Linked DNA regions of Gossypium hirsutum: region 1 is linked to region 2. A link is a contact called in public Hi-C data. All regions are on one chromosome and are shown on one strand. Each heading gives the region's core, a stretch centred on a gene start, on an enhancer-like site or on the middle of the called end of the contact. The rest is flanking DNA. Distances are from core to core; before and after follow the strand shown. Region 1 holds the start of LOC107910327. Region 2 holds the start of LOC107910331 (putative lipase YDL109C).

Region 1 (7,289 bases), core at 4,219-6,718, 170 kb before region 2:
AATATATTTTCTTTCTAGAAGATTTAGTATTTATTAGTATAATATATTTAACATTTATTAGCATAGTTTATTTGACTTACTAATTTAGCCTATAAATATGTTCTTTTACAATCTTAGAAAATACACCCATTAGAGATTAGAACTCATAATACATTTAGAGAATTTTGTGTTTATGTTTTGAGGGTCTTTATTTTCGGATTCTTCGTGGTTTATTTTTTTTATCTCCATCTTTTGTACTCTTCATTCTTTTTCCATTATAGTAAAATTATCTTTGCCCGTGATTTTTTATTCTCTTTGGAGGGTTTTTCTACATTAAATTTGTGTGTTCAATTTCTCAATTTATTCCGCTATTTTTTGTTACTTGTTACTTAATTGAGTCGATCCTAACAAGTGGTATTAGAGCTAGTTCAATTTTCATAGATCGGCCCGTTCACAAATGACAGCAACAAGGTTTGAAATTGAGAAGTTCGATTGTGAGACAAATTTCAATCAGTGGCAAGTTCGGATGATGGCAATTCTAGTTCACACTGGCTTGAAAAAAGGTTGTTACTGGGAAAAAGCCTGAGATTCTAAATCAAACAGAATGGGAAGAGCTTAATGAAAACGCCTTGTTTGCAATCCAGTTGTGCCTTGCGAATACGGTATTGCAAGAGGTATTGATGGATAATACCTTATCTACTTTGTGGAAAATGTTAGAAACTCTTTATGCAACTAAGTCTCTGGCTAACTGTTTAGTGTTGAAACAACATCTATTTACGTTTCGCATGAACGAATGTGGGCTTCTTAGAGATCACATTAATCAATTCATTACTCTTTTAAATGATTTAAAGAACGTTGAAGTTCATATTAACAATGAAGATCAGGCTAGGGGTGTGCATAATTCGGGTAAAACCGAAAAAATTCGGTTAACCGACCGAATTCGGTTAATCGATCGGTTAACCGAATTTTTTCGGTCGGGGGTCGGTTAATTTTTTTATGATTTTTCGGTTAACGGTTAATTCGGTTCGAAACCGGTCGGTTAACCGAAAAAATTAATAAATAAAATTATCCAACCCAGCCCAAACTTAATTACCCAACCCAATAAAACTAAAACTAAAGTTTACCCAATTACCCAATCCAATAAAACTAAAACTAAAAGACAACCTAATTTACTAAAGTCTAAAACCCAATTTACTTTAATAATTTATAAATTTTTTAAATTTTAAAAATAAAAAATAAAAAAAATTCGAGTAATTAGGGTATTTTTCGGTAATTCGGGTAATTTTTAACCAAAAATAAAAAATACATAATTTTCGGTTAATTCGGTTAACCGACCTTATTAACCAAAAAAATTTCGGTTCGGTTAATTTTTTTTTAAAAAAATCGGTTCGGTTAACGGTTAAAATTTTTGAAAGGTCCGTTAATTCGGTTATAGTAATTTCGGGTCGATTAACCGGTCGGTTAACCGAATGAACACCCCTATGTTGAACCATAAATGGATAATTTGTTCTTCGCAGAGTTTTAGGTATCAACAGGTACATTAAGCATCTCTTACCGTTAAAGCATTCAATCAACTCAAAGATGCAACTAATTTGGTACAAATTGGAAGATAATTTACTTGAACCAACAACTAAACAAACCCAAATTATGATAATAAAGACTTAGAAGTGTAGAAGGAATCAATCTGTGATGACTCACCGTTATGGTGGCATATATAAGCAGTGACTAGAACAGGAACAGTGGTGAAAAGCTTCCAAAACGATGCCTGGTTTTCAAGTTTCGGCATTAAACGATGCATTTCGATTTTCCCTTCCATCAACTTAACAATGGTAACTCCCGCTGTTATTGCCACAAATACAATCGCGAAACCAACTGACAATGCCGAGGTGTATCTCAATGAATCTAAAATCACGAAAAACAGCAAGCATTTCAATAAAAGTAAGAAAGGAGTATAGCGGCAATTTAGAATTTTTGAGGCGTGAGTTAGTTACCAATGCGTTTGAATGAAATGAGAGGTGCGAAAACGAAGAGCGTGGTGAACATGAGCAAAGCCGAACGCGTTGTCCACCAGTGTTCACCGAACCATTCTTCCATAACTCCCTTGTGGTGGAACCCATCCTCCCATGTCCCCGACAACACATCACCTGCAATCAAATCAAATTCAGAGGTGATCGAAGGGCAACTAGTCGTTCCACGAAGCTTAATTCTTTTTTTTTTGGGGGAGGGGGGAGTTCAAACTTACCTATGATGATCATGTAAACCACGAGCATGCCCAAGTTGTTGATGACAATGCAAACCTGAAGATGTTACGGTCGGTCCCACCGAAAGCGTCGGCGGCAACGCCTGAATATGTGGCCGACTTGGAGGCTCGACTGAACCTGAGTATCTTATCGATGGATGATCCCGTTAGCAAATAGACGAATATGATTACGAATAGACTCGGGATTAGGTCCAACTGATTGACGGTGGCTGGGAGCACCATGATCCCGGCTCCCACAACAGTGGTCAAGAGGTTGAAAATGGCTCTTGAAGTTGAAGCCCCATCGAAGCCGACTTCGGGAGTCTCGAGTACTCAGTAGGCCTGCTTTTGAGGGAGGAGAGCCTCTCCTCGGGGACTCCGTCAGTGTTTACGGTCTGAGAAGGAGGGCATAATATTCATTTTCATCACTTTGGTGGTTAAAGCCGTTGAATGAGGCCGTAAAAGAAGAAGAGACTTGGGAAGTTTTTGAAGATTTCGTCCGTCACGGCCTTTCTTTTTGGTGTAATTTTATAGATCAAAAGGGAAAGGCTCCAATAACACAATGGTTACGGGAAGTACAAGGAAAGCGAATGGCGACTTGACACCTATAAACCAATGACTTCATCTCCCTACATGAAGTAAAAAAAACAAAACTGGGCTTTTGGTTGCTCAAAATGGAAGATTCATTAAATCTTCCTGGAACTTCTTCCTCTTTTAGTAAAACTGCATTCTGGTTTTTTTTTTTGGTTCAATTATTAAATTACATTTTGTTTTACCAAGAAAACGAGAATTTCATTGGTGTAAATTATGTTTTTTCTGCTATTTGAGAGCCTTTTTTAGCTTTCAGTTCGCAACAGCTAGGCTAACCATTAAAGAGTCCATAAATAGATCATTGTCCTTCAGCCAACCCTATTTTGCTTGTGGGTGGGTTAATAATTAGTTAATTCAAGTACCAAACCCGGGTGGTATGTTCACCCTAGCTTTCAACAACGCTGTGGTTTGAATCTAAAGCACCTGCACTGCACTTTACCATTCCACCCACAAGCAAATTGCCATCCATAAAGTAGGGGAAAAAGGACTGAAATTACCTCGTAAGTTAAAGATGGATCAAGGGTTTCATCATATAACTTGGGTCTCTGACATTTTCTCAAAGTAACTTCATGCAAGATGCCATAGCATGGTAATGTGCTACTGTCAATATTTAACTAATATCAGTGGGTTAACCATACTAAAATAGTTAAATCCAACACAAGGAATTTCAGGCTGCATTCCATGCATGTATGCCAGATATATGACCAAGGCACAACATCACATTGATAAAGTGTTAGCATCAAGTAAACAAGATTAATACTTGGCCATGTTAGAACTCACAAAAGTTTCCATCATCTTGCACATAGATAATTCAATGTTTTCTCTTTCTTTTGTTGCTTCCTTTGATCTTGTTGTCCGGAGCTGTCTGTGAAGACTGCAACTTTACGCCTACAGCTGAACTCCACAAAGCCCTTTCTACATCCGAAGGTTTGAAGGAGTCACCCATTGAACTTAGTTCCTGTAATAAGAAACATAGATCATCCTTTTCAAAAAGGTATTTCCTGGATCAGGCACATAGATGAATGATTAATTGATCCTTCCCCATAACAACATGCATTACATTATGAGAAAATATTCTTGTTAGCCTATGAATAAAGCCAACAAAGGTGCATAGAAGGGGCACAGACTGAGGACGAAGTGAAAAATTTATCACTTGTCAACATCAAGAATTCAGCATCTTTCCTTAATCAATTTTATCACTGGTAGGCTATTAATTTTAGGTTATAAGCAGTATAGCCAAAACTTCAGTGGCTTCTACACTGATTGAATAAGTTCTTCAAACAAACATACAATGGGCAAAGGTTCCAATGGATATTAACAACTAGAGAATACTAGAGTTGCCTTGTTGTTCCTTAAGGAATATGATAGTGTTGCCCAGTCAAAACGCAATTAGCCAAGAATCAGAAACAAGGAAAACTAGAGACGGATTAGGATCACCTATCAACAACATAAAACATTCAATAGAAACAAAACAATAAGACTAGCATCAGAAAGCTACAAATTCAGTGAGACAACAATGAAGCTTCAGAACAATATAAAGTGACCATTGATCAGCTATCAACTATGAAAACAATGAGTTCAGGAAAAGAAAGAAAGAACACTTGTGGTCCTGACTCCTGAAACTAAGTTTTCGTCAAGTAATTTCCCCTGCAAACACCATTTTGGGGAACCATGCAAAGAGGTGTGCTCAATCAAAATAAGCAAAAGGAAAATGGAAACGAACTTCGTAACATGAAAATGAAAGAGATTCTGTCAATGGAAACTAAGTTCCACCTAAAATGTACAGAATTGAACTTCCAACAGGCTCCACAAGAAAAAATATCAACATCTTAAATAGCAAAAGTTAACTAGTTCTAAGCCTAACCGATACCATCTGTAATAAGCTAAGTACTTTTTAAATATTTCTTATTAAACTGCCATTATACTAACTTGAAAACTACTAGCATATTTTAATTGCACAATATTGATCAACATCATCAAGACAAAATACAAGTAAGGATCATGCCAAAAGAACTACAATAATAACTCAAATAGAATAGAAAGGAACCTCACCAACCTTAGATTTGCTCTGTAGTTTTTCCACAAATAACAAGTATTGTTTTAACGAATAATCTTTGGAGCTTCCAAGCGCAGCCACCATAGCCTTGAATATAAATTAAAAGTCATATCAAATAAAAAACCAATAAAGAAAGATTGGAGAGGCAGTTACCTCGTCGGACATAAATGGCGCCGTTTCAGGAGCGTAGGCGGCGAGAACAGCGGAGGCAGTAGCGGGGCCGACTCCTTTCAAAACCGTAAGCTGGGAGATGGCTTTGGAGATGTCGGGAAGGGAGAGGAAAGCCTTTTGAGAAACGGATTGGACAGAAGAGTCGTCCAAAGAGGAAACAAAGTTTAACAAACGAGGCCTCAATTTGCCGCGAGTGAGCTTCCACTGCATGAGGCGGGAGAGTTCGGCGGTGGTAATGAAAGGGTTAGGGTTTCGTTGGCGGAGAAGAGAGGGAAGATCGTGGGTGTAAAATTCGTCAAGAGAAATCAAATTAGGCTTGTTTAGAGATTGGATTCGAGATTTGTAGGAGGAGAGAGCTTCTTTCCAAATGCTCAAATCAGTGCACTCAAAATCCAGTTCCTTTGGGGAAATATTTCCTATCAACTTAGGCAGTTAATCCCTCCATTTAGTCGAATCAGGTCTTGACAATCCAATTTTAGAATTCAGAAATAATTTTTGCATGTTACAGTAAATTTTGATGCATAAATATATTTATTTTTTCAAAATAAATATTATTTTAATTATTTAATTTTACGTCATGTTTTCGTCCCCTATTTATAAAATACTCATATTACACCATGTTTAGTTGGGTGTATTGGCTAATCGGTGGGTCCCGCTTAATCCCTCTCTATTCCTATGTTTGGTTCATGGTATTGCTAATACCATTGTAATCGGTTACTGATTTAATCGGTGGATTTCACCGATTTGTAATCCTTCCATTTTGCCCAGATTAGGCGCCGCATAGGTTTACCATCCCTGTTATACCCTCTCATCTGCTTCCCCTTTGTTTCTCTTCTGTTCCTTCTAGCCTCTGCCGATTTGCTCCCTCCGTTTCTTTTCTTTTCTTTTCTGCCCTCTGTTTATTTTCTTTTCTTTTCTACCGATTTGCTCCCTTTGTTTCTTCTCATTTTCTTTTTTGCCGATTTCTGAGTTAGTGCAACTGAAAGGTAGGTTTCTAACTCTCTGTTAACCTTGTTACTGTCTTTTATTTTTTCTGCATGTAAGCAGATTCGAAACATGTTAAATCTGCTGTCTATAAACTTTAGCCTTTATTCTTAACTGCTTTGAGTGGATTAAACATTTTTTGTTTGGTTTAAGATTGATTCGTATCGATTTGTTCTGTAATTATCGATCTTTGATATTCATTCATGGATGATTTAAAAATGTTCCTTCTAACTTACTGGTTGCATTTATGGGTCTCCCTCTTTCATGGTTCTGTTTGGTGTTGCAAATTTTAATGCATTACCTGTGCTCTGTGAATTTTTGTTTTCCATTTTGTTATTTATGTAATGGGAAATTTGAGGAAAGTGAATTGGGGCTTCCCATACTGAAAAGGGGCATACATGGTCAATCAACTGCCAATTTTTCTTTTTATGACAGTTCTTTTTCCCTTTCTTTTCTTTCCTCTTTGTATGGGATTCACAACATTTGTTGGTGGTAAAATGTGGTTACATGGTCTTACAAATATGTTACTAGTAATTCATTTTGAAATTAATGTGCACAAGAAGATTAATGCTTGTTTGTCTTTCCTATCAACTACCAATTTCTTTTTTATCCATACTCTTGACCATGGCATTGGGCCGTACTTCTTGTTGCAAGGATGCTGGAAGGCTGAATTGTGGCTATAAATTGTTTTGGTCACCCCAGTGAGTGGTGAAGCTAGTTAACGAGTCTTTAGTTAACAGTAACATTACTATCTGTCGGTGAAAGGATTATGTGGAAGAGTATGGTCTTGTACACATGCACACTAATTTAAGATTTTAGTTTCAATTAAGTTATCTAGGTGATGGATATTTTTATCTGCTTTCATGCTTGAAAGAATGCTGATATATGGTATTGTGTTTAATTTATTTATTTTATCATGTAGCTAAGGAATCTATTGTGGGCTACATCAAAGCACGATGTGTACCTCATGCAAAACTACTCGGTAATGCATTGGTCATCACTACTACGCAAGGGCAAAGAAGTGTTGAATGTGGCTAAGCCAATTGTTCCCAACCTGGTTAGTGAATATGGCCATGATTAATTTAATTTGACTTCTGCTGCTTTGTTTGAAGAGCAGTTGAGATAAACTTTGTATTTTGATATGTTTGTAGAAACGACAATCTCAGCAACTCTCTAGGGTGCAGATTAGCACCATGGCAGTTAAAGAAAATTTAATGGTGGCTGGTGGTTTTCTGGGGGAGCTTATTTGCAAGGTATCTGTTTGCTTGT
Region 2 (6,604 bases), core at 1,028-3,527:
TTTAAATAGAAATTATTTCTATTTTGATCACCCAAAATTTTTTTCGTACAAATGCATCCTGAACATTTTATTATTATTTAACGGTAGAGTGATCAATTTGATTAGTTTATTTTTTAAATAACCAAATTAATAAAAATTTAAAATAATCAAAATAAAAATAACCTTATTTAGAGTGACTAACTATGTAGTTTACTGTAAAACATATATAACCTTAGTGTTTAAAGTTGAGTGCCAAAATATGTTGCTTGGCCCTTCAATATATGCAAGTATGATATTGAATTAAAAAGAAAAAAAAATTCAGATGCTAATTTCTTATATTTATTTCTTTTTCTATATAACAAGTGAATTTTTTTGATATAATGATAAATTTAGTTTTTAATATATTTTTTTTATCATTTTGATCCCAATTTATTTATTTTTATTATTTTGGTAATTTACTTTTAAAATTTAGTTAAATTGTTTATTTTTAAATGGGAAACTTAACTGGACCATTGAAATTTTAACAATACTGATATAATTATTTGTGTGGCAATCCATGTATATTTCATAAAAATTAAAATTTCAACAAGTTTAAAAAAAGATTCACAATTTTTTTTAAAAAAAAATTGTTAAAGTACACAAAAAAAGTTGTGTTACCTATTATGCCAATAACAGTAAAATTTTAATAACCGAGTGAATTTTTCTATTTCATAAAATGTAATTGGAATAAAATTTAAAATTAAACATTTACCCATTAATTCTTTTGGAAACAACCCATGTAGTTGATGACAAGAAGTGAGAATGAATGGATGATTGGTGAAAGACAGATGTTAAATGGTTTCTAGAAAGGTTATCTATGTTGGAATGTTGATAACTCTTGCCATTGACCAAAAAAGGTTGGAGGACTTCTAGATAGCTTGACATTAAGGGGCATAGACCTAGGACCATACACATTTGATTTTTCAACATTAATTAATTTATTTTCTTAATCTTTTTACATATGAATGTATGTTCCATTAGTACAGACTTGCACAAAATATATATTAATTGCCTGGCTTGAAGAATAATATTATTTGGTATTGTATCATTTCCAACCTAATTTAAAGTTAGAACATAGCATATAATACCATATTCACATGTATGCCATTTGAAAACAGAAGTTGGTGCTTCCATGCTTTTGGTATTTAATATTCTTATGCCACAAAGATATATGTATAAAAAGTTAGTTAAAACATAGCATTATTCTAATTATAAAAATATGTTATTTTTTAATACGAATTATTAATATAATAGTTTATCCAAGTAAATGATTTGTATTTAAGTTATTAATTTTGATTTTTACAAAATTTTTAAAATTGAATTGGTACTCAAATTAATCACGTTACTGGTTCATGATTTAATTGTTGCAATCGGTTCAATAAAAATAAATTATTATAAAATTATAAAATAAGATATTAAAAATTCAATTCAATCGTTTTTTTTATTCGGTTCGCATTGATTTTTGAGTCAACGATTGAAAATCCCTCTCCAAATTGATATCTCGATTGGTTCTCAATCCAACCGTTCAACCTGGTCTAGTTCAAGCAAGCTTAGACTTTTTAATAAATCATCCAATAAAAAAATATATGATATTTTAAATACAAGTGTAATACATCAAAATAATAATATAATACAATTGAACTTTAACTTAATTTGAGCGAAGGGTTATAAATAAAAACAGTCAATTATCAAAACGATTAGTTTTAATTAAATAAATTATTAAAAATTTATAAAAATTTAAAAAATTATAAACTTTAATTAATAAAATTTAATTGACTCACAAGTCAATCGATTATTTGTATTGCTTCGGATAGGTATCTCAATATTAATTGATTCTTGTCAATAATCTCTTGGTTCAGTGACAAAATCATTTATAAAAATTGAATTCAATTCTAAATAAACTTATTCCCCTTTTTCAATTATCAAAAGCAAATATGGAGTAAAAATTAAAATAAATTTGGTAATTAAAAAATAGCCATCCGAGTTGAAAGAAACGAGGCTCTAAAATTTGAAGACAAAAGTTTCCGAAGATTAAACCTGTCAATTTCTCTGTCTGCTTTTAGAAGAAAAAATCATGATTGAAGCACAAAAACAAATATACTTAGAGGATGACGATTTTATCCTCAACCCATCAGCCGATGGAAACAAATTTATCCCGTAATAAAACCATAAAATCAAGGGCAATGGCTTAAAATGAAAGAGAGGGGACCAGCGGGTCGCCCCATTTAGCTAACAAACCCGTAACTACAAAAACCGCCCGCCCTCACCATCTTCATTGCCCCCCTCTTCACTTCTTTAAATCCTGGCTAGCGTATTTTGACTCCCTCCATTTTTCTCATTATCAAAACCCAACGCAAAAATCTAGCTTAATACAACACTTTAAGATCGTTTCTTATTACCTTAGCTCTGTTTTTAAGCTTCAAAATGGCGGATATGGAGGGAGATTGTAGAGGAGTACCGGAAAGGAAGTTGATGTTGCTGAAGAGATCAAGGTTAGGGAAGACAATATTACTAGTAATAAGATACTGAATCAGCAGGAGAAAAAGAAGAAGATGAAGACAAAAAAGAATAGGAGATCATTGAGTTTCCCGAGATTTGGATGCTTGAGAACGAAATCCCACGAGAACGGAGGTGTCGATATGGAAGTCCAGTTTCAGGGAGAGCGTAACAATCCTACTCATCTAGTTATCATGGTTAATGGCATCATTGGCAGGTTAATCTCGGTTTTAATCGTTTTTTTTATTAATGTTATTTATGTGTTTCGAACTGCTTGATTGATTTTTGGATTGGTATCTTTGCAGTGCTCAGAATTGGAGATTTGCAGCGAAGCAGCTTTTAAAGAAGTATCCTGAGAATGTTATTGTTCATTGTGAGTACTTCGGTACTCCATTTTTTTTTTGTATGTATTAACTGTGATTATGCTAAATGCTAATTAGTTTCAAGTTAATGATTTACTCATCTCACCCTTTTCTTCTTACAAAGTTATTTTTTTTGAACTGTTTCATAATTAATCTCTAATATAATTTCATAAGTAGTCTGCTAAGTAATTTGGAGTCTTATACTCCAATGCTGTTGAATTAATTTAACCTGGGTTAGACTTTAGATCTATCCGAAGTTATAAGTAGATAAGTCTCACCAATGACTGATCCAGGATTCAAATTTTGATTGTTATTCATCAAATTGTGTTATTTTCTTATTTAATATTTTGCTGGATTATAACCATCCTAATTAATTGGTGAAGTGAACGCAAGACCCATTCACTAAATGAATATTCGTGATAATGAGTTAATGATATTGTTGATGAATTTCATGGTGAAATAAGTACTGAATGGTTAATGACTAAATGCGCAATGCAGGCAGTGAGCGCAATTCTTCAACGTTGACATTTGATGGTGTTGATGTAATGGGCGACAGATTAGCAGAGGAGGTATGTGTGCTATCAATTTTATTTATCTTCAATAAGGTTCATTATTCATGATTGCAACTCAGATTATTTTCCAATTTTGCTAACTGCCGCTTACCGTTGATATATTATTGTTCTGTAGTTTGATACTCTGTACTTCCATTTTTACCATTTATATATATATATATATTTGGCAGAAACCATTTATATTAATTTAAGTTTACCTTTTTCAGGTCAAACATGTCATAAGCTGTCACCCAAGTGTTCAGAAGATTTCTTTCGTTGGTCATTCATTAGGTGGCCTTGTAGCAAGGTATGCCATTGCGCGGCTTTATGAACAAGACCTAACTCAAGAAACTTCTCAAACAAATGGAGATTGTGGAACTGACCATTTGGGAGATAAAGATTTATGCCCTGAAGGGCAATTAAAAGGCAAAATTGCTGGACTAGAGCCCATGAATTTCATTACATTTGCAAGTCCACACCTCGGGTCTCTGTGGCATAAACAGGTAGTTCATTCATGCTCCAAGAATTATTGGATAGATTTCTTTTCCTCACTATTTGATGATGAAATGCATTTTTGAAGTTTAGTCTTCAATTAAGTTCTGATTGAGACTACTGATTTATCTTCTGTGCAGGTATGCAATAGAATGCAATTGAGTGATAACGTTGAACAATGAAGTCTTTGACCATTGAGTATGTGTTAACACTTTTTACATTACAGGTTGGTAATAGTATTCTTGTCATGGCTTTGCATTATTCAGGTTCCATTGTTCCGTGGCTCCCGTGCACTTGAAAAATTTGCTGCTCGAATATCATGGTTGCTTGGTAGAACTGGAAAACATTTGTTTTTGACTGATGGAAAGGATGGAAAACCACCACTTCTTCTTCGGATGGTCAACGATTGTGAAGATCTTAAATTTATGTGAGTTTTTGCAAGATTCCTTTGTTATTTTAAAGCATGAGAGAGTGGATGGTAAATTGCAGGCTCATATCTGTATTTTTTCTTTAAATGCAGCTCTGCTCTGGGGTCCTTCAGGCGTCGTGTTGCGTATGCAAATGCAAGGTTCGACCGTATCCTTTTATTATATCAGTTGATTCTGCATTTATGTTTTCTCTGCATTACCAATTCTTCACGGAAGATTTAATAATTGAACTAGATGTTTTAGGCTCTAGGACATGACCTATTCTCATCGAAACTATTCTGCCTGTTTAAGAACTTGACGCTGTTCTTAGATATTGTTGGGTGGAGTACCTCTTCCTTACGGCGACGAAATGAACTTCCTAAGGTAACCATCAAGCATATTCGTGGAAGCTTTTAATTGGTATAACCTGCTGTGAGCCTAATGCCAACTTGGATTTATCAGATCAAACATCTTCCAAGAAGTGACAGATACCCACATGTCATTAATGTGGAGCCAGCAAAAACAGCCACCCTTGATGAAATCCCCACTGAGGCCAAAATCAATGGAGATGAGAAGATAAACATGGAAGGTTTGCTTATTATTTATATTTTAAAATTAGTAATCAAATAAGTTTCTATAATATTTCCTTTGTTATTTTTGGTTGGTGGCTGTGGCATCTTTCACTTCACTAGAATTGGTTTGTAATGTTTCTTAGTAGTCACAGAGAGTTCTAGCAGATGTAAAAGATCAAACGACAGCATAAAAACAACACTCTTCCCAATTTCAATCGGCAATGCATATGGAATTGTTAGTGAGGAGGTAGCTAGGATGGCATTAACTTCGAGCCAATAAACAAATTGGATTCAGATTTCAAATTTCTTTTATCCTGAAGTAGCAAAATGTTTTCCTTTAAAATATCAGACTTTGTATTCATTTTGAATTAGGATTAGCAAAGTATATCATGATATCATCATAGGATTTTCAATAGCTTATAATATCTAGACTGTTCCATTATAGTGGCAGATAGGGCTATCTAGGTTATAGCTAATCTTTGAAGTCAACAAATGTAATATCCAAAATTCTGGATAGGAGTTGTCAATAATTCAATGGTGTTTAGAGGGTATGTGTTCAATACAAATGTGTTTAGAGGGTCATATCCCCATAACATGAGTGTCATACACAAATGCTTCAAGGAAAATAAAGTGTCCGAGTAACATAGCCGATATTCAGGGTGTTTGACGATAATTACTGTTTGCTTTCCTCTTCTGCAGTGATTCACATATAAGATAATTGCTAAATTGTGAAACATATGCATTTGTGTAATCTTTTCCCTTGATTTGGTGTATTGTTGTTAATCATTGGACATACAAACATTTGTTAATGGAAAAAGGGGAAGAAATTTTCTCGAGATGACAATATTTATTTGTTGGGAGCTAAATCATCCATTACATGTTTAAAGCTGAAAGCCGAGGTGCTAGTTGAATAACTAGTTATTATCCAGTGGGTAAAATTCCACTTGTGTTTATCAATATTACAGAGGAAATGATCAGAGGTTTAACAAAACTCAGCTGGGAACGGGTTGATGTATACTTCAAAGGCAGCCGTCAAAGGATTCTTGCACACAGTACTATTCAGGCAAGTTATTCTTTACAAACTCATCGTCCTGCGGGTAGAATTAGCTGTCTTTCTATATATATATATATACATTAAAAAAAATCAAACTGAAGTCAAACTAAATACTATAAATAACTTGACTAACCTTAATCGAATTCATTGGTTCGGATTAGTTCAAGTTATCTTTCTCATTTTATGTAAAATTTTTAAGTTTATCTAATTTAGAAATACAGTATATTTTTATATTATAAAAAGTAAATATAAATATAGAATTCGGTTCAAATAAGGGCCCTCTTTTAACTTAGGATCAGATAATCGGTCCAAACGGAAGTTAACATAATCCGAATTTAAATTTAAAAAAAAAAAACAAATATAACTAGTCAGTATGTTACAAATAGATTTTATTTTGATGTTTTTTTCCCAACCCCATTTTGTATTCACGGGTTACCTCCCTGAAAGTGTCTGACAGAGTGGTACTATTTTATCACCATCTGGTTTTTCAGGTTAAAAGCTACTGGGTTAATTCGGATGGAGCTGATGTAGTCCAACATATGATTGACAATTTTCTCTTATAAGAGGTCCACATTTGTTATTTATTACCATATCATAAATTGCCAAACTGTCGGCGCGAGGTTGGAACGTGGAAATTTTTTTATTACAAAGA

Evidence for each region. Hi-C and Micro-C count contacts between places; a contact is called where the count stands out from the background.
Region 1: a contact with region 2 is called in a Hi-C map of hypocotyl, with 4 times the contacts expected there. The contact joins the promoter of LOC107910327 here to the promoter of LOC107910331 in region 2. A contact is called at or near these places in 11 of 34 Hi-C or Micro-C datasets (callus, hypocotyl, leaf and 1 more).

What each region holds. Positions count from the first base shown.
Region 1 is chrD02:16,669,273-16,676,561 of Gossypium_hirsutum_v2.1, reverse strand. LOC107910327 reads right to left here and starts at 5,468. Exons shown (of 3, transcript XM_016838148.2): 1 at 5,019-5,468; 2 at 4,866-4,952; 3 at 3,456-3,767. The coding sequence starts at 5,468. The coding sequence ends at 3,621. It also overlaps the pseudogene LOC107910328 and the pseudogene LOC121214644.
Region 2 is chrD02:16,499,438-16,506,041 of Gossypium_hirsutum_v2.1, reverse strand. LOC107910331 (putative lipase YDL109C) reads left to right here and starts at 2,277. Exons shown (of 11, transcript XM_016838154.2): 1 at 2,277-2,731; 2 at 2,820-2,887; 3 at 3,375-3,445; 4 at 3,655-3,930; 5 at 4,186-4,346; 6 at 4,440-4,495; 7 at 4,658-4,710; 8 at 4,789-4,915; 9 at 5,864-5,961; 10 at 6,444-6,604. The coding sequence starts at 2,571. The coding sequence ends at 6,515.